Linked DNA regions of Mus musculus: all the other regions are linked to region 6. The links are chromatin contacts, called in public Hi-C, HiChIP or PLAC-seq and promoter capture Hi-C maps. All regions are on one chromosome and are shown on one strand. The core of a region is the stretch at or near the end of the contact, and the rest is flanking DNA. Distances in the headings are between cores, read along the strand shown. Region 1 holds the start of Tsen2 (tRNA splicing endonuclease subunit 2). Region 2 overlaps Alox5 (arachidonate 5-lipoxygenase). Region 3 holds the start of Alox5 (arachidonate 5-lipoxygenase). Region 4 overlaps Zfand4 (zinc finger, AN1-type domain 4). Region 5 holds the start of Olfr212 (olfactory receptor 212). Region 6 holds the start of Plxnd1 (plexin D1).

Region 1 (3,581 bases), core at 274-2,773, 450 kb before region 6:
AGAAACATTTTTATGTTTTGTTTTGTTTTGTTTTTATGGACCCCAGGACCTCTGCATGATAGGCAATTGCTCTACAACTAATTCACACCCCAACCTAGGGAAGGGGAGGGTGGGGAGGAAGAAAGGGAGGAAGGGAAGGAAGGAGGGAGGAAGGGGAGGCGGATTTCACTATATAGTCTAGGCTGATCTGGAACTTGCTATGTAGACCAGACTGGTCTTCGATTCATAGAGATCTGGCTGCTTCTTACCAAATGCTAGGATTAAAGGCACTCACCACCACACCTGACAGAAACTTTACCTGCCTGTCTGCATTCTTTGTTTTACATTTTGTTGTTATCTTTTGTGTATTCTTAAACAGTTTCATACAGTGTATCTTGACTACAGCCACCCCCAGCTCTCCCCTCCCATCCCTCTACTTGCCCACACATCCCTTCATCCCTTCCTATCTTCATTCCCTTTGCCCTTTATCTTTTTGGTCATCCATCAAATACAGTCAGTACTGCCGGCTAGAAGGTTAACTGATCTTTCAGGCTTGATCTTGACCACGCCTTATGTAGGTACCCAAGTCTGCTGTGAGTCCGTGAATGCCTTGGGCTCTGTCATGTTCAGAAGACAGCACTCTCCCATCCTCTGGCTCTTGCCTCCTTTCTGCATCACCCTCCTTTTCCATGTTTCCTCAGCCTCGGGCAGGCAAGGGTTAATATAGATACCCCATTTAAAGCTGAGCTCTCAGCAGTCACTTGCCAGCATTTTGACCAGTACTGAGCCTGTGTAGTCACCACAGCCCTCTGCAGAGAGGAGCTTCTCTGGCCAGGGGCGAAGGTAACACTAAGCTGTGGGTATAACCAAAAAAATTGGAAGTAGCTGGGCCTCTTCATTTAACAAGATACTAGTCAGTTTCTCCTCAGGGCCTTTGACTTCCTGAGACTTTAGATCAGGTTTACAATACCAGGCATGAGTTCCCTCCGTCGAACAGCCTCAGAGTCAATCAGTAATGTGGGTTTGCCTCTGTAACCTTCGCACCATTATTGCTCCAGTGGGCACATCTTCCCTGGTAGCATTCAGGGTTCACTGCTGAAAAAAATCTCATATCACACTGAGGTCAAGGGCAGCCTTTTGGGGCAGGTTGCTTCATATCTCATCTCTAAAAAATGGACCTTGTGTTAGAACTTACAGGCAGTGAGCACTGGCAATGCAAAGGCAGGTGTCCCTCCATGAGTTCAAGGCCAATCTGGGCTACAAAGTGAGTTCCAGGCAAACCAAGGCTATACAGTGAGACCTATGTAATCTCAAAAGGAAAACAAACAAACAAACAAACAAACCTTGGGGGTTGCTGTGAGAATTAAGGCGGGATATATTACCCCTTAGCCTTCCTCATTAGACTTAGCCGGGGGATGGGGCGGAATGTATCGTCAGCGGTACAGTGCGCAGGCGTGCTGTGCTAGGACACAGCCAGTCCCTTTTGCGGCTGCGTGCAACTGGTTTTGCGGCCGCACTGCTTGACGGCTGCAGCGCCGCCCCCCGGTTGCCGGGTAACGGTGGGCGCGCGTGGCGGCGAAAGGTAAGACTGAGTAGTCCTGTTTCTCGCGTTCTGTGTCCAGCGTGCGAGCGACTTCAGGCGGGAGCGGGGTGGGAGCTGTGGCTGTCACTCAAGCGCGCATGGGCACAGCGTCCCGAGGGCTGCGGAGCGCTTCGCTCTCGCTGACAGATGCCATCTGCCCCAGCCCCAAGCTGGTCTGCCTTGGCCCTCAGCCCTGCACCTCGGCCCAGGAGCTGTGCAGTGGGGGACACAGATGAAAGTGTGTTTGCAAATGATGAGGAGCCCACGAGGGGCTGAGGATGGGACTCGGTTGGCAGCCTGTTGTCTACTCCTAGCACCGCATCCAACCAAGCTGCTGCCCGCCTGTAATCCCAACTTCCAGAGATGGAAGCGAGAGCATCAAGCTGGTTTTAAGTTTCCTCAGCTACATATCACGTTTGGAGCCAGCCTGGGCTACGTGTGGCCTCATCTCAAAATAATAAATAAATAAATAAATAAATAAATAAATAAATAAATAAAATACATGCTAAGAGACCATGAGTAAGTTTGCCATAAGAGAGGCTTCTTTGACCCCTGATCCAAGAGTGTTGGAAAGTGATATGGACCCACCTTTTACTGTATGCTTTGTGCTTGGATTGACGGTAGAAGCATATAGAGCGGGGTTGGGCTGACCATTGGGTGTCATGGTTCGTGCTTTTAGCTGTAGTACATGGGAGGCTGGGGCAGAAAGATCATAGTTTAAAGCTAGCCAAAGCTGCATAACAAGGCCACGTGTCAGCAAAACCGAAATTTTTAAATGAATATTAGGCTAGCAGATTAAGAGAAGAATGAAGGACAGGCCTTGCTTTTGATGGACAGAAATATGCTTTGTGGTGCTCTGGTGACAGGCATGAGCAGGTTTCTCCTTAACAGTCTTTGCAGATACATTCACACACACACACACACACACACACACACACACACACACACGCTGCAAGCCATTCTTCTCACTTGTACAATGGGAATAAGAATGTGGCTGGGCAGCCGGGCGATAGTGGTGCACGCCTTTAATCCCAGCACTTGGGAGGCAGAGGCAGGCGGATTTCTGAGTTTGAGGCCAGCCTGGTCTACAGAGTGAGTTCCAGGACAGCCAGGGCTACACAGAAAAACCCTGTCTCGAAAAAACAAAAAAGCAAACAAACAAAAAAAAGAATGTGGCTGGGCTGGGACTGTGGCTCCTTTGATAGAGAGTTTTCTTTGAATGATCCAGGCCCTGAGTTCAATTCCCAGCACTAGGAAAAGAAGCAACTAAAAGCCTTTATATCCAGTCCTCCAGACCACCGTCCTGGTCTGGTCTACCCTATACATATGTACCTGGCTGTATGTATCTGCTTTATGACATGTAACGTTCGAGTACTTTGTTCCCCAGGGAGCCAGAAGAGGCTTTCTGATCCCCTGCAGCTAGAGTTGCAGGTGGGCATAAGCCACCATGTGCATGCTGGGAATTGAACCTGGGTCTTTCTTCTGGATGAGTACCTACCAAGCCTCTCTCCATCCCCGTGCGTGGTTATCTTTGACACGCACTTGTCCATTGTTCTAACTTCCTTGGTCCATCTTTCCTTCTGTCTTTATTGACATTCCTGGCTTCATGAGAAGTTTCGTGAACACCTTGGCCAGGGCTTGATGTTTCTGTTATGACCACCGCCACCACGACTGTCATTTTGCAGGTGTTTGCCTGCCTGTGTGTCTTGTCTGTGCTTATCATGCATGCAGTACCCACAGAGGCCAAAAGAGGGCATTGGATCCTTGGGACTGGAGTTACTGATGGGCATGAACTACCCTGTGGATGCGGAGGGTGGAACCTGAATCCTCTAAAAGAGCAGGCAGTGCTCCTGCCACATCGTTTCCTCTTTAATGGTCATGACACCCACCTCCTCAGTAAGCTCCCAGTTTAAGTCATGTGTAGACCTGACCCTAGACAGCTGCAGGTTCAAATCCCCCACCGGCCTGGTGAAGCGTCTGTCAGTTGGAATGTACACACTTGCATGGGCTGTGACTCAGC
Region 2 (3,564 bases), core at 922-3,421, 420 kb after region 6:
GGGTTTGGTTGAGCTGGTGCATTAGAGAAAGAGAACGCTCCACTTTATTTCTCATTGGGAGCTGTGGGAGAACTCTGGGGAAGTTCCACAAGAAAGCAAACATCAACCGGCCATGACTTTCAGATCACAAAAAGCACGTGGGGAGTGGTGGAGGGCCCTAGTGACATGTCTTTTGACCTGTTTGTGAGCTGTAGGTTCCTTGTCTGTAACTTGAGGACAGTGGTACAGACCTCGGGGAAGGAGCGAGCAGCTGCAAGGGTCGGTGACCTGTGCCCTCCCCAGAGCCTGGCATCCTCCAGCTTACCACTTCTGCTCAGCAGTGCCCTCCATCCTCCTCCCTGACAGACACCCTGACCTTGAGTGCCGTGCTCCTTCTGGACCAAGGCTGGGGCTGCATGCTGCCCAGTTCCCTTTTGCTCCAGCTGCAAATCAGGATTTGCTGCTGGAGCCCTGCTCTGAGCCCTAACTCTGAAACCAGGTACCCAGGGGCCCAGCTTGCGTTTGCATTTCCAGTTTCCTTGCTTGGGTCATGTGATTTTTCTCTAAAATGTAAAGAAATTTGTTATCTGTTCTTTAAAAACTCATTTCTTTAAAGCCAGAAAGATAAGGCCCCTGAGCAGAGTTAGCTGCACCCCCCTAACTAATCTGGAAGATGGTTTTGCGGTTTAAATGTGATGTCCCGGTAGGCTCGTGTGTTTGAACACTTGATCGCTAGCTGGCAGTGCTGTTTTGGAAGATTTGGAACTTTTAGGAGCAGGAGACTTGGGCTTGGAGGTTCCACATACTGGCCCCACTTCCTGTCTATTTGCTTCCTGATTATGAATGGAACCAACCACTTCCTATTTCTACAGCCATGCCTCACCCTCTGCGATGGACTGTATTCCCTTAAACTGAGCACCAAAATAACTCTCCCTTCCTTAAGTTGTTTTCATTAGAGAGGTTATAAGCACCTTTCTGATTTGTCTCTCCATCCAAAGTAGCACTAGCCAATAGAAATATAATGCAAGCAGCACAAATTCAAATTTCTAGGAGGCCACCTTTTTTTAAATTACATTTTTTTTTTTTTAGTCAGCCATATTTTTTAAAAGAAAAAAGAAATACGTAACCCCAGGGTAAAATATTTACCTCACCCACTTTTCTTTTCTTTACTTTTCTTTCTTTCTTTCTTTTTTAATCTTTGAGAATTTTATTTATTTATTTTTTAATTAGGTATTTTCTTCATTTACATTTCAAATGCTATCCCAAAAGTCCCCCAGACCCTCCCCCCACTCCCCCCCCCACTCCCACTTCTTGGCCCTGGCATTCCCCTGTACTGAGGCATATAAAGTTTGCAAGACCAAGGGGCCTCTCTTCCCAATGATGGCCGACTAGGCCGTCTTCTGCTACATATGCAGCTAGAGACACGAGCTCCGGGGGTACTGGTTAGTTCATATTGTTGTTCCACCTATAGGGTTGCAGACCCCTTTAGCTCCTTGCCTCACCCACTTTTCTACAACACAAAACCATTCTGAAATAGTCCTGGCAGGTTTCATTCTTTTACTCTTCTTCTAAGTCTTTGGGTTATGGACACTAAGAATTTACTCCGGGTCTTGGTTTGGATTAAGTGCGTCTCGAGAACACCAGAGCAAGGAGTACTGCGTCCTAAGCTTCCTAAGCCACTGTGCTGTGGGGGAGGTGGCAGGACTACTAGGGAAGCAGCTCTCCCCTACCGCCTGAGGATGAGCAAGGAGGCCAGGGAGACACTCCTGACCCCCACAGTATCCTTCCCACTTGTTCGCTAATGGATTTGTCCTCTACCTTTAGGAGAGAATTTCAGATTCCTTAAGTGATCAGGTTTAAGTCAGAAGTCAGCACATGTGTCCTCAGAGGACAACAGGCTTGCCGTTTCCAGAGGGTCCTAGTGAGCAAGGTTCTCAGAGGACTGCTCCTCACAGTGATCGCTCTGTTTCCATAGCTGTGTGGCCCACAGACAGCCACCCTGTGGCCTGCTTCCTAGAGCACACGGGCCACCTGTCCTACTCAGGTATCCTCAGGCACTGAGTCCAGAGACTTTCTGCTGTGTCGTAAGGTTTGACGTATGTGTCATCACAAAATCCTCACCACAGCCTGACCAACAGTTCTTCCTCATCCTTCCTATTTTGCAAAGAGATAAAGTGTGAGGTTCTGAGTGACTCAGCCTCTCTCCAGGCCACACAGAGGTCTGGATGGAGCTAAGTAGGGATGCTCTGTTGCTTTGCCTGCTGTAACTCCATCACCCTGCAGTTCCTTCCTCTCTGTCTGACCATGCCACACAGGGGCTCCCATGGTGAGCTTTTATACAGAGCATGCCACACCTCCTCCCACCCCTCCAGACTTGTCCTTGTCCCAGCTCTTCTAGAATATGCCCAGGACAACGTGCTTGCATTATTTTAAATGCTTTTGAAGGAGGCCATCTTTTGTTTCTGAGTAGAAAATAATATATGATTATTATTGTAAACTACTCCAGCATTTACAGAAGAGTCCAAGAACTAGTGAGAATGTACCTCTTGTCCAGCCACAAGAGGTCGCTGCTTCCCTAGGTCTTTGCATATGTGTGTATTTGTGTTTACTTTTCATAAACAGAACCTTATTATGAGGAACTTAGACCTATCCTTACTATCTCCAACCTGTTCTGTATGCAGCGTGGTGACCCTGTGTCCTGTGTCTCACCAAGCCAACACCAATGTCTACCCATGTAAAGCATATGGTTTGTGGCATGCTGTGTTCTTGCATTCATTTTTGCATAAATGAGCTGATATCATCCATATTCCATGTTTTGCTTTTCTGCTTTGGTACTAGCCCTGGGAAGGGCCAAGTCAGCTGAGAGCAGATGCAGTCCTCTTTGAAGGTGTACAGTGCTGTAGTGTTTCCTGCTTTGGACACGGTCCCATCCCCTCAACCTCTCCTATGTTCTGTCTGTCTGCAGCCTCACACCCAAGCCAGAACCATGATCTCCATCCTCTAGCATGTTGCTCTGTTGATCCTCAAAAAGGCTGGTTCAGTTCAGTCTTGGCAGAGAACCTCTCAGCACTGCTTTCAATTGTCCTGGCCTTGCCAGCCTCAACACGGAGACCCATGGGCCTTCTTACAGCCCAGCCTAGAATCCATCTGTTACAGCAGCTGTGGGCCCTGTTCAAGGGTTGTCCCAGTAACTGCAGCTACCACTGCCCTGGGGTGCATTAATTCTCCTGGGCAGCTATAGAGAAAGGGTTAACCATGTCCTGTGGCTTGTCCAATGCCTAATTCCTGCTAACAATGGAAAGAGCTGAGATTTGAGCCAGGCCTCTGGCTCTAATAAATACATGTCTGGGACATGCTATTTCAGAACACCTGTCAGTGGTAATCCATCCCTCTCCTGGCATCTTTCAGTGGTGATTTCCCACATCCCCTGTGCCTTCATTTGATGCTTCAGCTTCTTACACATAGAGCTTTCTCTGATAATAGGCTCAGGACTCCTGGAGTGCAGAGGGGTGGGGGTATAGATATGCAGCTAACTGATTTGATTAATTAGTTAAACAAATTGACACTGGGCACCACTCTGTAGCC
Region 3 (3,564 bases), core at 384-2,883, 470 kb after region 6:
AAACTGAGCAAAAGATGCCATTCTGAGGTCAACACCCACGCTTGCTTGTTCAAGCCTGGTTAGAAGCTTGCTAATCAGGGCAAAGTACCAGGTCCCAGGATAGGAATGTAAGCGTCGTGCTTAGAGTTTGGGACCCAGAAAAGGGCTTAACTATCATTTCCTTGGTTTAGGCTGAACAGATCTATCTAGTGGAAGCATATGAAATTGTCATTGTGCTTATCACAAATGGTTAATTCTAAGCAAGTTCATGTGGGTCGACTCAATAGTAAACTAAATGATAAGAAGGCAGCCTGGTAAAATCAAACCTAAGCCTAGTTTAGACCTGGAGGTAGTAGAAGGAAGAGGAACCCCCCACCCCCACCCCAAGGGTCTGCAGCGTGCCTGTCTATTACAGACTCACTTACTGAGCAAGTCTGATGTACTAGGCACTTAGTGGGTCACTGAAAACCATGACCTGCCTGTGTTAAGAGAAAGTCATGGGGCTAGACTTTACACACCAGCAGCATCCAAACGGAATGGCCTCCCACAGTGCCTGTGGGGCTGCCAGACTCCAAAGTCTGTATTAGGAGGGAAGAAAGGAAATCTTTCTTCCTTTTTTCCTTCAGAAGCTAATACTCAGGGAGGAAGTGTCCTCTTGCACGCACCCTGCTGACAGTCTTTCCAAAGGCTGCTCGGGCCAGACCTTCCTTCCTTTACATTCCTCCACTGGGACTGAGTGCAGGAAATGTAGGGTACCTAAGTGTGGGGGGCAATCCCTGGACTCATTCCTAGCCCCCAAATGGGACTGGGCTCCCTCATGACTCATGGGTAAGATTAAACCTAACCAATTTTTAGTTTGGTAAACGAAGGTCCACAGTAGGGATAGAAGAGTGATTATGCCCAAGTTGACTCCCGATCCTGGATCTCTGACTTACCCTGGACTTACACTGTCTACACAAAATGGCTAGCTGTCGAACAGGGCTTTCTATGCTTTGCAGTGGTACTGGACTCTGGGGCACTAGGACCTCAGAACTCCCGAGGTGAAGGGGCCTCTCACAAATTCTGGGTCCTGTTGGTGAAAGTTTGTGCCATCTCTCACATAAGAGGCCAGCCACATCAGTCCCCCACATTGGAAGTCATTTGTCCCTTAAGATACCCGAGTCATCAGGAAGTCTAGGGTGCCTCGCTTGCCCTGGCATGCACCGACTCTGGCGCTGCATCAGATCCCCAGATGCGCTCACATAGGGTCACGAGCGCGCTGGGACAGACAGTTCTCAGGTGCCTGCCTGTCCTGCCCCGCCGCCCTCCCGCTCTTTGCTGCCAGCCGTCGGTCCCAAGCGCGCATTCTCACCGCGCCCCGTTCGAAGTCATTGTAGAATGCCTTGTCCAGCAGATGCTTCTCGCTACAGCCCGCAGAGCCAATGAGGCTGAGGTAGATGTAGTCGTCGGTGCCCGCGAACCACTGGCTGCCGGTGGCCACGGTGACCGTGTAGGAGGGCATGACTCCGGGCAAGTGAGTGCTGCTGGTGTGGGAGCAGGAGCCCGCGAAGCTCGGCGTGGCAGCCCACCAACTTCTTGACCCTGTCACTCGCGGCAGCTCCCTGCCACAGTGGCCAGCAGCGGGCCAGCCTTGCGCTTGGGTCTGGCTCCACCCTGCGACCGGCCCTGCCTTCAGGCGCTGGCTCCGCCCCTGTCTCTGGCCAGTCCCAGGACCCCACCTTCCAACGCATCCTTCTCTCCTGTGGCACTGGAGGGACAGTGATCTCTGATAGGCTGAAGCCCTTGTTCCTCTGCCCCATCTCTACCTAGCTTTTATCCCTCATGCATTTTTGTTTTCATTAGTCAATTAATCCCTTATTTCTTCCATCTTTATGGCTTCTTGCCTGTTTCAGTGTCCCTCACTGTCAGCTCAAGAACTACCTGTGTCCTCATTCAGTTGCAGCACACAGCGTATGCAATAGTTACACTTAGAGCAGGGGGTCTGAAGCCCACAAGGAGAGTACCTGTAGCTCCACGGTGGACCCCAAGGAAACTTGAATGTTGGTTTCTTCACAAAATGAGTAAACCTTCTCTCTCTGGGCAAGGTACTGGGAGGCGCGGGGTGGGAGCAAACTTGGGGGAAATGGTTAGTGGTACTGGGAACCAGCCTTAGAAAGTAGTGGCCCGAGTGGGCGACTCCTAATCTGCACCTGTGGGACTGTCTGGAACTTTAATGGCATGCTTGCTGAGAGCGGACTTGTGATGGGAAAGGAGGTTGTCTTGTCCGGAGATGGCTTAAGGAGTTGGTTAAGACTGAGAGTCTTAGGGAAGAGTGGGATGCTCTTCAGTGAGAGCCTACCTGTGCATTTTGGGTAAAGGTAGAAAAGAAACCTTAAGGAGAGTGATTGCTGGAAGGTGAGGAGGGCTATCCCACTGTGCTCAGAAAAGCATAACATTGTTGCCATAGAGAGAAGGGAAAGCAGCTGGTCACTAGAAGGTAGGCGGTCAATGCACCCTCCTTAATTTACAGTGGAACAATGGGCAGCATTAATTTGTCTGTAATAAACTGTGCTACTACTTCTTGGTTATTTTTTTCCATTCTGCTTTTCCTGCCCTCCAGTTGATTGGATGGGGCTCACCTAGCAAGTGAGACAATGTATAACAATTAAATCTACAAAATCCTTCGATAATACCCTGCTCATGTTGGATGGAATGACTACATTCCATACATTGGTCATGCCACAGTCTAAGTGAGCTCTCTTCTGAAATTTTGAATCTTCTAATTTCCACAGATCCTTGGCACATTCCCTTCCCTTCTGGGTGGTTTCTCCTGCCTTCCTTCTGTACCTCTAGATCTTGTGCAAACTCCTTCCCAGATGTTGTTTCTTCTGTGAATCTGTTTGCCTCTCTTTGACTGCTACCCTATCACCGCTGCTCACACTTACTGTCACATTGTCATCTGTCCCAAGGGGATCTGCTCTGTCGTCATTTCTCCCATCATATTATGAGCTGCTTGGGGGCTGGGATTGTGTTTTGCTCATATCCTAGTTCAGCACACTGTGAGGTACAGAGAAGCTGGACACAGGCCTTAGTTATTGTTAGTCCTCTGTTATTGGGGAACCTGTAACTTGCCAGGAAAGCAGGTGTTTGTGGTTGGAAAAGCAGAAGGGAAGGGAAGAGAGAGGACCAGCCCTTACTTCCCCTTGCTGGTGGCATGATTACCTGACTCATGCAGCGGCGTGTCTGTGAGAGCCCTGGACCCTCTGCAGTCCAGTGCAATGGCAACAGGATGAACCTGCCCCTTCTCCCTTCAGCCGGACAAAGCAGACCTGGCTTCTGCTGGCCAAGGAAGTGACTGAAAACGTATCTGAGTAGTCACTTTCCTCTACAGGTGTGGACCACACCTAATTTTAGACAGCTTAAAAAAAAATACAGAGAATCACAGTCAGACATTCCGCAGAAAGTGAGAGACCTTGGGACATTCAACCCAAAATGCAATGTCTCCCTCAAATCCCTAACCCCAGAGACCATGGAATCCTCACATAAGAAGAGGCAGAAAGATTGTAAGAACCAGAGGGGATGGAAGACACAAACAAGGCCCCTTAA
Region 4 (3,714 bases), core at 696-3,195, 290 kb after region 6:
TTCCGTTTCACAAGTTTTGGGCATGGGAGAGTTGCTGGCCACTGAGACTTTATTCATTAGGACCCATTTCTCTCTTTATAAAGTGACACTGTGTATACTAGAGGTTCCAAATGTGCTTTCTGACTTTTGACCTTTCTCTTTCCTGTCATGTAATTTATTACTCTCAAGACAAAGGAATTAGGAGGTGAGAGGTGTCATTAAACTGGAAAAGCACTAGGACTTGGGAGAGTTGCTGGATTTTCTGTGTTATTTTTATTTTGCTGAATGCATTTTCTGTTTCCTGGTTCTTTGGGTTTAGATTAAGCTTTTTCTCTCTCTTGGTCCTCCTTTTTGTATTTTTGAGACAGAGTTTCTATGTGTAGCTCTAGCTGCCCTGGAACTTGCTCTGTAGACCAGGCTGGCCTTGAACTCAGAGATCTACCTGCCTCTGCCTCTGGAGCCTGGGATCAAAGGCATGTGCCACCATCTCCTGACTGGGCCCCACTCTTTACAAAGCTTATGAGAATTTATAAATTTTCTGTAATTCATTTGGGTAAATATAATAGTATCTTCCATTTACTCATATTGCTGTATCTTTTTTCATATTTTAGGGAATATATAATAGCAGTAATAAACTAGTACATAATTAGTGGTTCACTTGACACTGAATGTTATTTGATGATTGTAGTTTATTTTTGTGCTAATTATTCACAGCATTTCAGAAGGTTGTACCTTGAAGCTGGTATTGGCTATGCGTGGTGGACCGATAAGTACTAGAAAAGGTAGGCATACATTAAAGCAATCCAATGATCACTCTTAAGTAACTTGGTACTATTCTTCAGGGATTAGTGGCTAAGCGTTCAAACATAAGAGCTCATAGGGGCTGTTCCTATGGAAGCCACCACAAGATTTCAATCCAACTCACTGGCATGCTCACTGGACCCAAGTCAGCTTTGTCATCTGCACTCCACCACATAGAGCCATGCTCACAACAGTCCTACTTTGTGACCCTCGTTTTTAGAAGGTTTTCAGAGTGTTTTGATCCTCCACAAACTAGAAAACTGGAGGTTGAGTACAGATTCCATTGCTGGCTTATTCCCACATGTCAGATTATATCCCCATACTTCATAATTTTGGTTAAGATTGGATTATTAAAATGTTAAGGCTTTGCCTCAAAATATCAAGTAAAACAGCACAAGAAAAAAAACCTTCCCTTTCTAAAATTATATTCTAAACTATATTGCTTTTAGATGACAAACTCCCAGTGAGTGTTCAGTTATACAGAGTTGTGCACACACAGACAACCTCAGCACCCACCTCCTGGCGTACGGCACCCTGTGCTGGTTTAGGAATGGCTTCAGTGGCCGAGGTAATAATTACCTCTTAGTGATGTAATATGGGAACTGGGACCTTACATTTTGAAAATGGTTCTGGATACTGTGCCATTTGCCTGTCATCTCGGCCATATCTGAGGTAGGAGGATTGAAAGTTACAAATAAGCTTGGGCCACATAGGTGTCTCAGAGAAGGCAGAAAGCTCTATGGATAATATCATTTTAAGGTTTATACATTTTTTCTGAATGTGAAAGAACAAATCAAAATGTTATGTTTCAAAATTAGTGATGTTAATTTCACACTATGGCATCTTTGATACTTTGACCTTATTGCTTTCAGAGTTTATTATTTTTCTATTAGTGTTTCTCTTTATTTCACTTTTCTTTCTGGTGCTGGTAGGTGAACCTTGAGCCTGTGCACATCAGGGGAGTGTACTCTGCAGCTCATTGGCATCCACTGTTGGGGCCACCACTTAGGGCACTGCGCACAGTGTTCCAGCTTTGTTAATGAGTAATGAAAGTCAGACAGCTTGGAAACTTGAGGACAACTGGCTATCACTGGGCTACCAGTTGTGAAGAGTGTCATGACTCCAGTAGGTCTGTGTGAGTCTCCTATGCTCTGATTGGACACACACACCCTGACTAAGACGCTGAGTCATGAGAGGAGCCTTTCAGGAAACACCTGCTGCTCCTTGATGCAGTACAGTTTAGCACACCAGTGGCCTTCCTTATGCTTTCTTGTGGCCTTTAACTGCTTCAAGGAACAGCTGTAGAAAGAATCCATTCTTAAAGCGGAAAGAGAGTTCCTTTGCTGTTGTTGCTTTATGTTGTTGTTTTCTTTTGCTGGTAAAGACTAAACCCAGGACCTTGGGCATGCTGGATACTCACTCTCCTAATGAGTCTTGTCTCTAACTCTCTCTTGCCTCTAATTGCTTGAATGTATCTCCCAATTGTGTATGTGTGTGTGTGAGTGTGCTATGTGGCGTGTATTCTGTCTTTCTCTTGATTATTTTATAATCTAAAGTAAGTGGGATTTATAATACATTTAAGTGATTGATCGTTTGAACCAGTATTTAAAAGCAGAGAAGGCTGAAGGGATTTAGCTAAAATAACAATAGATAAATCTATCAATTGTCTTTGTACAGGAATATAAGTGACCTCATGTTTTTATTTAAGCATGTTTTTAGGCATGCAGCATAAAAATGCATTTTTTTGTTTCATATTAATACAAAGCAAGCCATGAATTTGAGCAGATTTAGGAGAGACACAGTAAGGATTGGAGGGAAGGGGGAAGGAGGGGAAATATGAAAATGCAGTACTCATTAAGTTCTTTAAAAACTAATAAGGGATGCTATATAAAATATAAAACGTCAGGAGCCTGTTTGGAGTGTATCGTCTTATCACATGCACAGTGTGTCTGCATGCATTCAGCATCTATATCCTGTTGCTGTAGCAAGATGCAGAAATGTGCTGAGTTGAAAGCCTGTTGATGAATCTTTCTATTTGTAGTTCCTGTGGAAGACCCACTCAGGGAGCTTGCTGAGTACATGGATTCCAGTCGAGATGAGGTCTGGGAAAAGACCTCCTGCAACAAACAAGTTACGTTTTTGGTATACCGGGAAGGAGATCAGCTGAATTTCTTCCGTGTGGTAGATAGAGGGGATGGCACTTTAACCCCACTGTCTGAGTCTTTAAGGTAAATAGGCTTCATTTGCGTGCTTCACTTAGAAAAGGAGAATACATAACACACTTCAGAAGCCTGTGTGTGCTCCTTGGGTTGTTGAAGTAGCTGTAGTGTGTTTATAAGACCAAGTAAGTTTCATGTACCCTCACCCTCTTCCCTGATAAGTAATTATGAATTTATCCTTCATATGACTGGTACTTAAAAAATAATTTATAAATTTGAATTTTCTTACACAGTAATTTTTTTTATAAAAATAGTTTGTTTCCATTCATTTGTGACAATATTGTTTTGTGAGAATAGTATATTATTACATAACCCTGACATAGCAGAAAGGATTAATCCTGAGGTTGGTATTATTTTAAACTCTGCTACTTAAAGATGGGTAAATCTCTTTTCTTCCTTTTTTTGTTACTGCTAAGAGGAAATAAATTGTATATTACTTGTAAGACCAGAAGGAAAACACTACTGATTGCTTAGGTAGGCAGTGGGAAATGAAGGAGTTGGGGCAAGAGAATCTCTTAAGTGTCTGTACATTTCAACATACTGTGAGCCCCTCCTTTCACTTTAATTTTTATTTTATTACATTATTTGTGTGTACATGTATTGGCATGGTTGTACCTTGTTGCATGTGGAAGTCAGAGGACATCTTGGGAGTCAGCTGTCTCCCTTCATCATGTAGGTCCTGAGAGTTAAACTCGTGTAATGAGGCTTTGGCAGC
Region 5 (3,855 bases), core at 129-2,628, 510 kb after region 6:
GGTATGCAATAGGTCAATTATTGATATTCTGTAATAACCAATTTAATTGCTGTTTTGAACATGGAACAGACACTTAGTCAGGTTCTTAAGACACAATTTTGTTACAGGTTTTCCAAAATACACGAATATATCTTACAATTCTTTATTAGCACCACAGTAGTTTTAATAGGATGTTAAAACTGTGCTTTGAGGTGAGCGCCACCACAGCCTTGCCTGCCTCTGGCCTTTCTCTTAGGTGGAAGAGGCTGAAGGCAGCCCAGTCTGTTGTAGGCCAGAAAACCCAAGTGAGGGCGGCAGAGCACCCCAAGTCTTAGCGGGGAGAATACGGCTACCCCCAGTGGGGACAGGTGGAGGCTCATGGGGGCAATGGCAAGCGGGGCCCTCCCCTGAGTTCGCTACAAAGCCGCCTGCTTTCTGGCTGCTCAGGGAAAGCTGTGTGCCTCAAGGCCCTGCCCCGCAGCAGCCAGCAGCTGGCTGGCTCCACGTGGGCCAACGGTTGGCCCGGAGGAGAAGAAAAATGACTTTACAATAATGTTTTCTCTTGCCAAAGAATTGCTGTGGGCACAGCTAATATTTAATTACCATTGATTATAATTAATAACAATTATAAAAGAGTTCTTTATTTTCTGCAAAGCCTTCTGTATTATAACTAAAACCCTAAGTATTAAGAAGCTATTGCCTCAGAATCTTTTCTGGAGCAAAAGCTACTCCCCAGAATTTAAAAGCTCCTTGTGTGAGAGCAAGGATTTAAAGTAAACTTCTTTTTGAGAGGCATTAGCTAATAAAATACTTTCCACTTAGAAAACAATATACACTGAAAGATTCAAACTCTTAGCTTCTTGTATAGAAGCAGAAACAATAAAAATTCTTCTTACATAATGTAGAGCTATATTAGCCATACCTAGAGGCAAAATTTTCCAGTGATTACCAGTTCACTAGAAGCAAACCCTTTAGAATTATTGAGATGCAAAGGAAAAAAACAAACCTTTAAACCTATAATAACTTTACATGAAGTAGGCAAGACAGATTGTAATGCCTTTACAGTCTGATTGACCTTTTATAAACTTTAAATTAGAACTTTAATTAGAACAACATCTGGGGAGGAAGCCAGCGCGGCGGGGCTGTGGGCGGAGGTCTGCCGGGCACACTGACCGGCAGGGTGGTGGCCCGAGGAAGGTGGGTGTAGGAGGCTACAGCGCTCTCCACTGGAAGCCCAGGCCATGGCTGGGCTTAGTGGAAGCCCAGCCTGAGACTTAGTGGTCAAAGCCTGGAGCACATCCTTGGCCCCGGAGCCTTCTGCAATACGCTGTGGCGCATTCTCCTTGGGGCTCTGTGACGTCTTTAAACGGCACCTGCTGCAGGGCCTCGGGCAGCGTTTGTAGCGTCTAGTGTGGGCTAGCTGCTTTTGGGTTGCCTGAGGGTCATGGCAGTTTTATTCTAAATATGCTATCGTTAACCAAATGGAGTACAGTATACTTTTTCTCCAGATTCAGTCGAGCATATCAATGAAATCAATATAAATGTTTTCCCAAGATTTCCGCTCACTAAAGCCTTGCTTTTTTTTTTCTTTTCTGGCTCGGTCACTCCAATTGTTAACTACAATACTTGATGGAGTACAAGGTTAAGGTTGTTAGAGTTAGGGATAGATGCCTGAACCACTCGGCTGGTGTTTTCTTTGCCACTGGTGGCCGCTACGCCTAGGCGGAGCCAGGAATTCAGGCTGCATTCTGAAATTCTGAAACGCCATAAATGGGATTTTAAAAGACTCAAAATGGAAGTTTGAACAGAAGGTGAGGTTATTTTGATTTTTTGTTTTTGTTTCCGGAAAAGAGATGTTAAATAACCTCTGTTAAATAGCAATAATGAATGAATAAATGCAATCCCATTTTGAAAAAAAAAAAATAACAACATCTGGATAGATCTGCAACAGTGTTCTTTCAGCTAAAAGAAAATTCCTCTGGAGGCAAGGAGAGGCAAGTTTCAAGAACTTCCCCAGGCACAACGTTTGCAAGACAAAAGAAAGTCACACAAGGCCCGCAGAGGCTGCTCTGAGCTTTGTTCCTCTTGTCTTGAGGACAGATTTTAGAAATTTTAAGTTTCTTTTGCAATATTAGACCATAATTACAACTTTGGGAAAGCAAAACCCAATTTCAAAACAATTTATTACCTTAAAATAAATGCTAGAGACATTACTATCATGTTACTAAGTTTGGCTGCCAATTTATACCTATGAATGCATGACAGTGCAAATTTTAATGCTTCATTAAATGCTTTAAATCTTATCTTTAAGTCTACCTTTTAGGATAAGAATCACATTAAATATTATCTCAACTAGAAGTATCCCTAAGAGGCCTAGTTTTTTGTCCTGCTTTTGCCACGTGTTTGAAAGACTCCTGAGTTGCCAATTTAAGGCTAACCTTCTGTTACCAATATAACAATTATTTAATCCTAACCAATAACTTATGAGCTGATACTCTTGTGAAGACACGCAGAGCACATTACCAGTAAAAAACCAAGTGAAGTGGCCACACTTAGACCATTAAGAGAATTTTAATTTTTCTAGCTATAATTATAAAATAAAAAGCACTTTGTCATTAGCTAAATGCAATAATCATGACTGCAGAGAATTTTCTTAGGAAAAAACCATCTATCAGCTTTTTTGCCCCAAAACCAAGAGGCTGCAGACTCCCGTAAAAAAAAAGTTTTTCCAGCAGGAGCCCTCCTGCTGTGCCTGATCCTGGCTAAAGCATGTGGCCACACTCTTGCTAAACCAGCAGATAAAGTTTTAGCCATCTTTATATTCCAACATGAAACACAGAACATTCAGTCATTCAGACGACTAGACACGAACACACATGAATTGAGCACGTGAACAGACCAGTGCACCAGACATTAGATGTTAGACAACACAAAGAGAGCAGAGAACTTCTGCTGTAAGGGATAGAGAGGAAAAGGCAGAGCATCCCCCAACATTTCTCTCTGCCTCTGTGAGAGTTTCAAAATCCATTTTCCTCTATATATTTTATTATTACAAACCATGTTTCTGCTGCCTGATGCAGCTCTCATCTGCGGACATCTGCCTGATTATTTAATCCAAACCCTTTTATTTCTCTCACCTAAAAAAGTTTCTGAAAGCTGCGGCTGCCTGCCTGCTGCGTTCCTAGATCCTGAAATCACTGCTGAACCTGAGCGAATCCAGTGCGGGTCAGCCGCTGTTCCATCTCAGACCATACCGCACCTTAGCACCTTTTGCCCGTAGCTTCTCTGTGCTCCGATACGAATTTTCTAATTCTTTCCTATCTGTGGAGCTCCATACCAGCAAGCAGTGTTTCTTCCAGCGTCTTCTACCATTCGCAGGTCCCGCATTGGTACGCCAAATTGTTGGGGCCGGCCTGCGGCTCTCATGCCCTGTTTTGAACCTGGGAGGCAAAGAGAAGAGGGAACCTAGGCGGGCTGAGAAATGATGGAACCAAGACATGCTAGTCTGTTCAAGGTTGGCCAGTTTACTAAGAGAATGTGGTTATAAGGGGGAATGCCCACCCCCCACCAGTCCATTCTTGGTGTCTGGAGCCAGCCTGTTGACAATGTGCAGAATAAAATGTTTCTCTGGAATATCTCAGGGGCTTCTCAGCAGGTAGCAGTGTCTTGGAGAGAGCAGTGGCAGGTGACACAACAAAAGAGCCATCTAGGTCAGAAGGCTCCACCGTAGGTAATCTCCTTCTTAGTGGCAGCAAGGTCAAAGTCTGGATCAGCCTGTTTCAGGACTGAGGAAGGCTACAACAGGTATAGATGAGAATGAAGATTTTCAGCTTAAAGGGCCAGTAAATATGTTCAACAAAATTATAGAAGAAAACT
Region 6 (3,680 bases), core at 871-3,370:
TGGCTGGCTTAAGTTAAAAACCCACAGCATTTGTGATCACAGGTCTGCCACACCACCTGCTAGCTGCTCATTTGCTATTTGTTGAGGTGGCCTTGAGCACACACCTGTTTGCCAACCAGGTGGCCTCACTAGGGAACCAATCACTTCCCAAATAACAGTGTCCCCTGGCACGGGCTCCCACTGGGAGTTTACATCCCTGCAGGTCTACACTCTTGGGATCTCCGATGGGTGTCCCTGTCACATACTCAGCCCTTCCGACCCACATGCCCTTTATCTTCAGTGCCAGGTGCCACACCCATCACACATCTGCCAGGGTGCAGAGGTATGTCCTAAGGGCACCTGCACTCTCCCTAAACACTCTCCTGGTGTCACTCCCCTCTCTCAGTTCAGCACACACCTGTGGCCCCCACCTGCAGAGCTGATTTGTAGGTGCGCTGTCTTCGGGGAACACCTGGGTACCTTGACAACCTAGACCTCCCCACTTAGGTGTGCGCACCTGTGACCCAGTACGCTCCCGGGCCAGCACCGCTGGCAGTAACCAATCCTCTGGGATATCTGCGTGCATACTGTATCCCCGCACACGCCCCTCAGGTCTATGGCTTACCTGTATGTTGCGCTTGCTCTCGCAGGCCGGCCCGGTGCCCTGCACCACACTGTCCAACACCGCCACCACGTCGGGCGCCGGCTCCACGAAGCAGGCGGTGCGCGCTGCACGAATGGCAGCCTGCACGTCGTCGAAGCGGAAGGCGCAAAGCGCGGCCGGGGCGTTGCGGGCACCTGGGGCGCCCTGGGGCCTCTCGAAGACAGCGAAGAACTGCTCGCGCGCGGGGAAAACCGACACGAGGCGGCTGTAGAGGTCGCCGCGGCCCGCGCCGCCCGCGCACTGCAAGCCCAGTTGGATGTAGGACTCGGTGAGCTTCTTGGCGTCGCCACCCGCGCCGCGGGGCAGGCAGATGCGCGCCAGCAGGCTGCGCGCCTGGCTGTCCTTGTCGCCCGCACGCGCCTCGCTGTTGAGCGCCAGGTACGCGTAGGGCTGCGCGCTGTGCGGTGGCACCGCCGGGTGCAAGAAGGCACGCACGAAGCCCAGCTTGTGCTGCTCCTTGGCGCCCTGCTTGATCTTCAGGATGTTATCGTCCGACGGGTTAAGGTCGAAGGTGAAGAGCTTGGCCAAGTCTCCACGCGCGTCCAGGGAGCGGATAGCGATCTCGGGCGTGTTCTCGAAGCGGTGGTCTTCTAGGCTACGGTTGCGCGGGAAGAAAGCGCTGCCGAAGCCGGTGTACGTGGCGCCCACGAGCAGACGGCTGCCCCCGGTGCCCGAGGTAGGCGGCAGCACCAGTCCCACAGTGGACGCGTTGGGGTGGTTGGCGGCCACGTTGAGCATGCTGGGGAACACGGTGACCGGTTCTGCGGTCGGCGCGGCAGGCGGAAAGCTCACGGCCAGGGCTGAGATGTTGCCCCGGCGCCTCAGCTGGCACAGACCCTGGTAGATGGAGCCGCACGCGACCACCAGACCCTGGCCCGGGTCCAACTGCAGGATTTTGTTGTAGTTGTCCGTGAGGCGCCGCGGGTGCTCGCACGAGGCCTGCGGGAGCTGCGGGGCGTGACACAGCGGGCTGTCCGGCACGGGACCCACGGTCGCCTCGGCTTCCAGGCTCAAGTTGGCACTCGACAGTTGGTACAGGCGGTTCACTGCCGCCAAGTACACGGTGCCCGCCGTGCCGTCCAGGGCGAAGTTGTTGGTGGGCGTGGGCGAGGGGAAACGGCGCTGGATCTCTAGGGCGCCGGCCCGTGCCGCCCCGAGCAGCAGCAGCAGAGGCAGCGGCAGCAGACCAGGGCCCCGCGAGTGAGGGCGCGGACGCAAGGGGACGGCCGCGGCGGCCCGGGCGCTAGGGGGTGCGCCGCCCGCGGCGCGACGAGCCATCCAGGCGAGCGCGGGCTGCGCGGCGCGGCGAGTGCATGGGGCGCGGCGCGGCCGGGAGCCGGGAGCTCGGAGGCGGCGAGAGGCGGGGGGGGGGCCCGGGCCGCGAGGCGCTTCCTGCCCGCGCCTGCCGCCCCCGGCCCCGGCGCCCCGGCCCGACTCTGGCGAGGCGCTCAGCCCGGGGGCGGCTCCGTGGAGACCACGCCCACAGCCCATCTCCCCGCCCCAGCAGCTTGGCCCACGCCCTTTCGCCCCGGGCCACGCCCCCGGCCACGCCTCTGGGCCACGCCCCGCGGTCCGAGGTCACTGGTGGCCGATACCCGGGCAGTCGCAAGTTGCCTGCCTCTTTCCTGGTTCCTGGCCAGCTCCTGGAATGTCTTCCTCTCGCTTGTTTGTTATCCTTCCTCTCTTTCTCCTCGCTCTAGTACCTTCTCTGTTCTGTTTCTGGGCTCCCGTTTGCCTTCCACCGCCTCTCAGAGTTTCGCTCTTTCAATCTCTCGGACTCCCCTACTCCGATCCTGTCAACTCCGCCCCGTGTCTCTCCCGCGTCACTCCCTCTCCCTCATCTGCGTTTCCTTTTTTTTTTTTTTCTTTCTGTTCCCGCTGCTCTCCCTCTCTACTCTTTTCCTCTCCTTGCCCCTAAAGCCCTCCATTTCCCCTCAACCGCCTGCCCCTTCTGGCCACAGTCCCCCTCCCCGCCCCCCCCGCCCCCCCCCCCCCCCGCTCACACCCCCTATGTTCTCCAAGCCTCACTCTAAAGACCAGCCAGACCAGGGACATCAGGCCCCTGGCTAACCTATGGTCTGTTCCCCGAACTGCTCTGTAAAAGGAGTTTGCAAGCAGCAGGCTCCGGGGACAAACTTGACAATCCCACAGCAAAAGTAGGAAACTGTGTTGAGAGGAAGTTCATTCCTCTTGCAAGGGCAGGCTGGGCTGAGCAGAACACCAGACACAGGGCCTTACTTTCTGGATAGAGCCAAACCCCGCAGACCCCCAGGACCTTGCCCTTAGGCCAAGGTTCTGAGAAACCTAAAGTCATTCCACATATGAGCTGGCACTGGGCACCGGACTCCTTTGACCTTCAAAGGAACAGGTAGGCCCTGGGATAAAGGCAAGGAGTCATTTTCCTAAGGTCATAGAAACCCAGGTGATCCTCTCCATAGCATGGGAGTGCCCACATAGGACCACACCAAATGCTAACCTCCTTACAAAGACTCAACCCACTTTCCGTGCATGGAAACTGAGGCCCCAGAAGTAAAGCCCAAAATACACCGCTAAGGGGGAAGGTGGGACACAGACCCATTGTTTGAAGCCACAGTTCCAGCTACAAGTTCTCAGTCAGGGTCTCCTAGCAGCTTGCAGCTGTCACTTGAGGCCTAGTGGCCCTCTCTCAGAGGGTGACCTTGCTCCCACCAGATAGGAAGGAAGGATGGGGAGGGGCTTTCCCTGTGCCTGAAGGGTCAGCAGCAAGGGCTCAGAGCCCAGCCATCCCCATTTCCCTGGCCCCCACCCCAACCTTCCTGTCCCTGTGCCTGCCTGCCGGCTTGCCTGCCATGTTCCAGCCCATTCATGGCCTTGGCTTTGATGGTCAGGAGTGTTCCTTGGCAGGAAATTGGAGACTTATGTCCTGCCTCCACCCCCAACTGAGCACCCAGGGGACTTGCCTCTACCTCTGTTTGGGGAAGGCCCGAGTCATGCTCTCCCTGTGAGCCACAGGCCCTCCACTCCACTGGACAGCCCCAGCACAGATTATAGGCTTGTC

Evidence for each region. Promoter capture Hi-C pulls out the DNA fragments that hold promoters and counts their contacts. Hi-C and Micro-C count contacts between places; a contact is called where the count stands out from the background. HiChIP or PLAC-seq counts read pairs in DNA pulled down with a chosen protein or histone mark.
Region 1: a FOXA1 HiChIP or PLAC-seq map of pancreatic cancer cells shows a contact between it and region 6. The contact joins the promoter of Tsen2 here to the promoter of Plxnd1 in region 6. A contact is called at or near these places in 5 of 484 Hi-C or Micro-C datasets (CD4 T cells, CD8 T cells, the G1E-ER4 cell line and 2 more) and 1 of 115 datasets of contacts at active chromatin or transcription factors (pancreatic cancer cells).
Region 2: a Hi-C map of the G1E-ER4 cell line shows a contact between it and region 6, with 2.7 times the contacts expected there. The contact joins the enhancer-like site here to the promoter of Plxnd1 in region 6. A contact is called at or near these places in 5 of 39 promoter capture datasets (embryonic stem cells, hippocampal neurons, liver and 1 more), 2 of 15 datasets of contacts at CTCF or cohesin (large pre-B cells and pro-B cells), 38 of 484 Hi-C or Micro-C datasets (the AML12 cell line, the Ba/F3 cell line, the C2C12 cell line and 21 more), 2 of 115 datasets of contacts at active chromatin or transcription factors (bone marrow-derived dendritic cells and pancreatic cancer cells) and 1 of 9 other capture datasets (pancreatic islet).
Region 3: an H3K27ac HiChIP or PLAC-seq map of bone marrow-derived dendritic cells shows a contact between it and region 6, with 2.5 times the contacts expected there. The contact joins the promoter of Alox5 here to the promoter of Plxnd1 in region 6. A contact is called at or near these places in 2 of 39 promoter capture datasets (embryonic stem cells and liver), 1 of 484 Hi-C or Micro-C datasets (the G1E-ER4 cell line) and 1 of 115 datasets of contacts at active chromatin or transcription factors (bone marrow-derived dendritic cells).
Region 4: a promoter capture Hi-C map of pre-B cells shows a contact between it and region 6, with 2.2 times the contacts expected there. The contact joins the enhancer-like site here to the promoter of Plxnd1 in region 6. A contact is called at or near these places in 2 of 39 promoter capture datasets (liver and pre-B cells), 2 of 484 Hi-C or Micro-C datasets (embryonic stem cells and hematopoietic stem and progenitor cells), 1 of 115 datasets of contacts at active chromatin or transcription factors (pancreatic cancer cells) and 2 of 9 other capture datasets (adipose tissue and liver).
Region 5: a contact with region 6 is called in a promoter capture Hi-C map of embryonic stem cells, with 2.3 times the contacts expected there. The contact joins the promoter of Olfr212 here to the promoter of Plxnd1 in region 6.

The regions. Positions count from the first base shown.
Region 1 is chr6:115,543,168-115,546,748 of GRCm38.p6, forward strand. It overlaps Tsen2 (tRNA splicing endonuclease subunit 2), which reads left to right and starts at 1,524. Exons shown (of 12, transcript NM_199033.2): 1 at 1,524-1,561. Gm36355 (a long non-coding RNA gene) reads right to left here and starts at 1,480. Exons shown (of 7, transcript XR_869382.3): 1 at 1,175-1,480; 2 at 950-1,074.
Region 2 is chr6:116,415,565-116,419,128 of GRCm38.p6, forward strand. It overlaps Alox5 (arachidonate 5-lipoxygenase), which reads right to left. Exons shown (of 14, transcript NM_009662.2): 8 at 1-13. Gm38880 (a long non-coding RNA gene) reads left to right here. Exons shown (of 5, transcript XR_869387.2): 2 at 1-3,564. Among named protein-coding and RNA genes, the nearest start is that of Gm38880, 4.1 kb to the left of the region's middle. Within about 2 kb of position 2,172, at least 34 of the 459 cell types and tissues checked have an H3K27ac peak or open chromatin away from gene starts, as enhancers often do. A contact at or near this core is called in the Ba/F3 cell line, the G1E-ER4 cell line, bone marrow-derived macrophages and 1 more, where this site is marked.
Region 3 is chr6:116,459,545-116,463,108 of GRCm38.p6, forward strand. It overlaps Alox5 (arachidonate 5-lipoxygenase), which reads right to left and starts at 1,634. Exons shown (of 14, transcript NM_009662.2): 1 at 1,331-1,634. The coding sequence starts at 1,480.
Region 4 is chr6:116,285,161-116,288,874 of GRCm38.p6, forward strand. It overlaps Zfand4 (zinc finger, AN1-type domain 4), which reads left to right. Exons shown (of 10, transcript NM_001309446.1): 4 at 694-761; 5 at 2,822-3,008. Among named protein-coding and RNA genes, the nearest start is that of Zfand4, 23 kb to the left of the region's middle. Within about 2 kb of position 1,946, at least 115 of the 459 cell types and tissues checked have an H3K27ac peak or open chromatin away from gene starts, as enhancers often do. A contact at or near this core is called in hematopoietic stem and progenitor cells, liver, pancreatic cancer cells and 1 more, where this site is marked.
Region 5 is chr6:116,505,138-116,508,992 of GRCm38.p6, forward strand. Olfr212 (olfactory receptor 212) reads left to right here and starts at 1,379. Exons shown (of 2, transcript NM_001011800.2): 1 at 1,379-1,790.
Region 6 is chr6:115,992,885-115,996,564 of GRCm38.p6, forward strand. Plxnd1 (plexin D1) reads right to left here and starts at 2,121. Exons shown (of 36, transcript NM_026376.3): 1 at 605-2,121. The coding sequence starts at 1,921.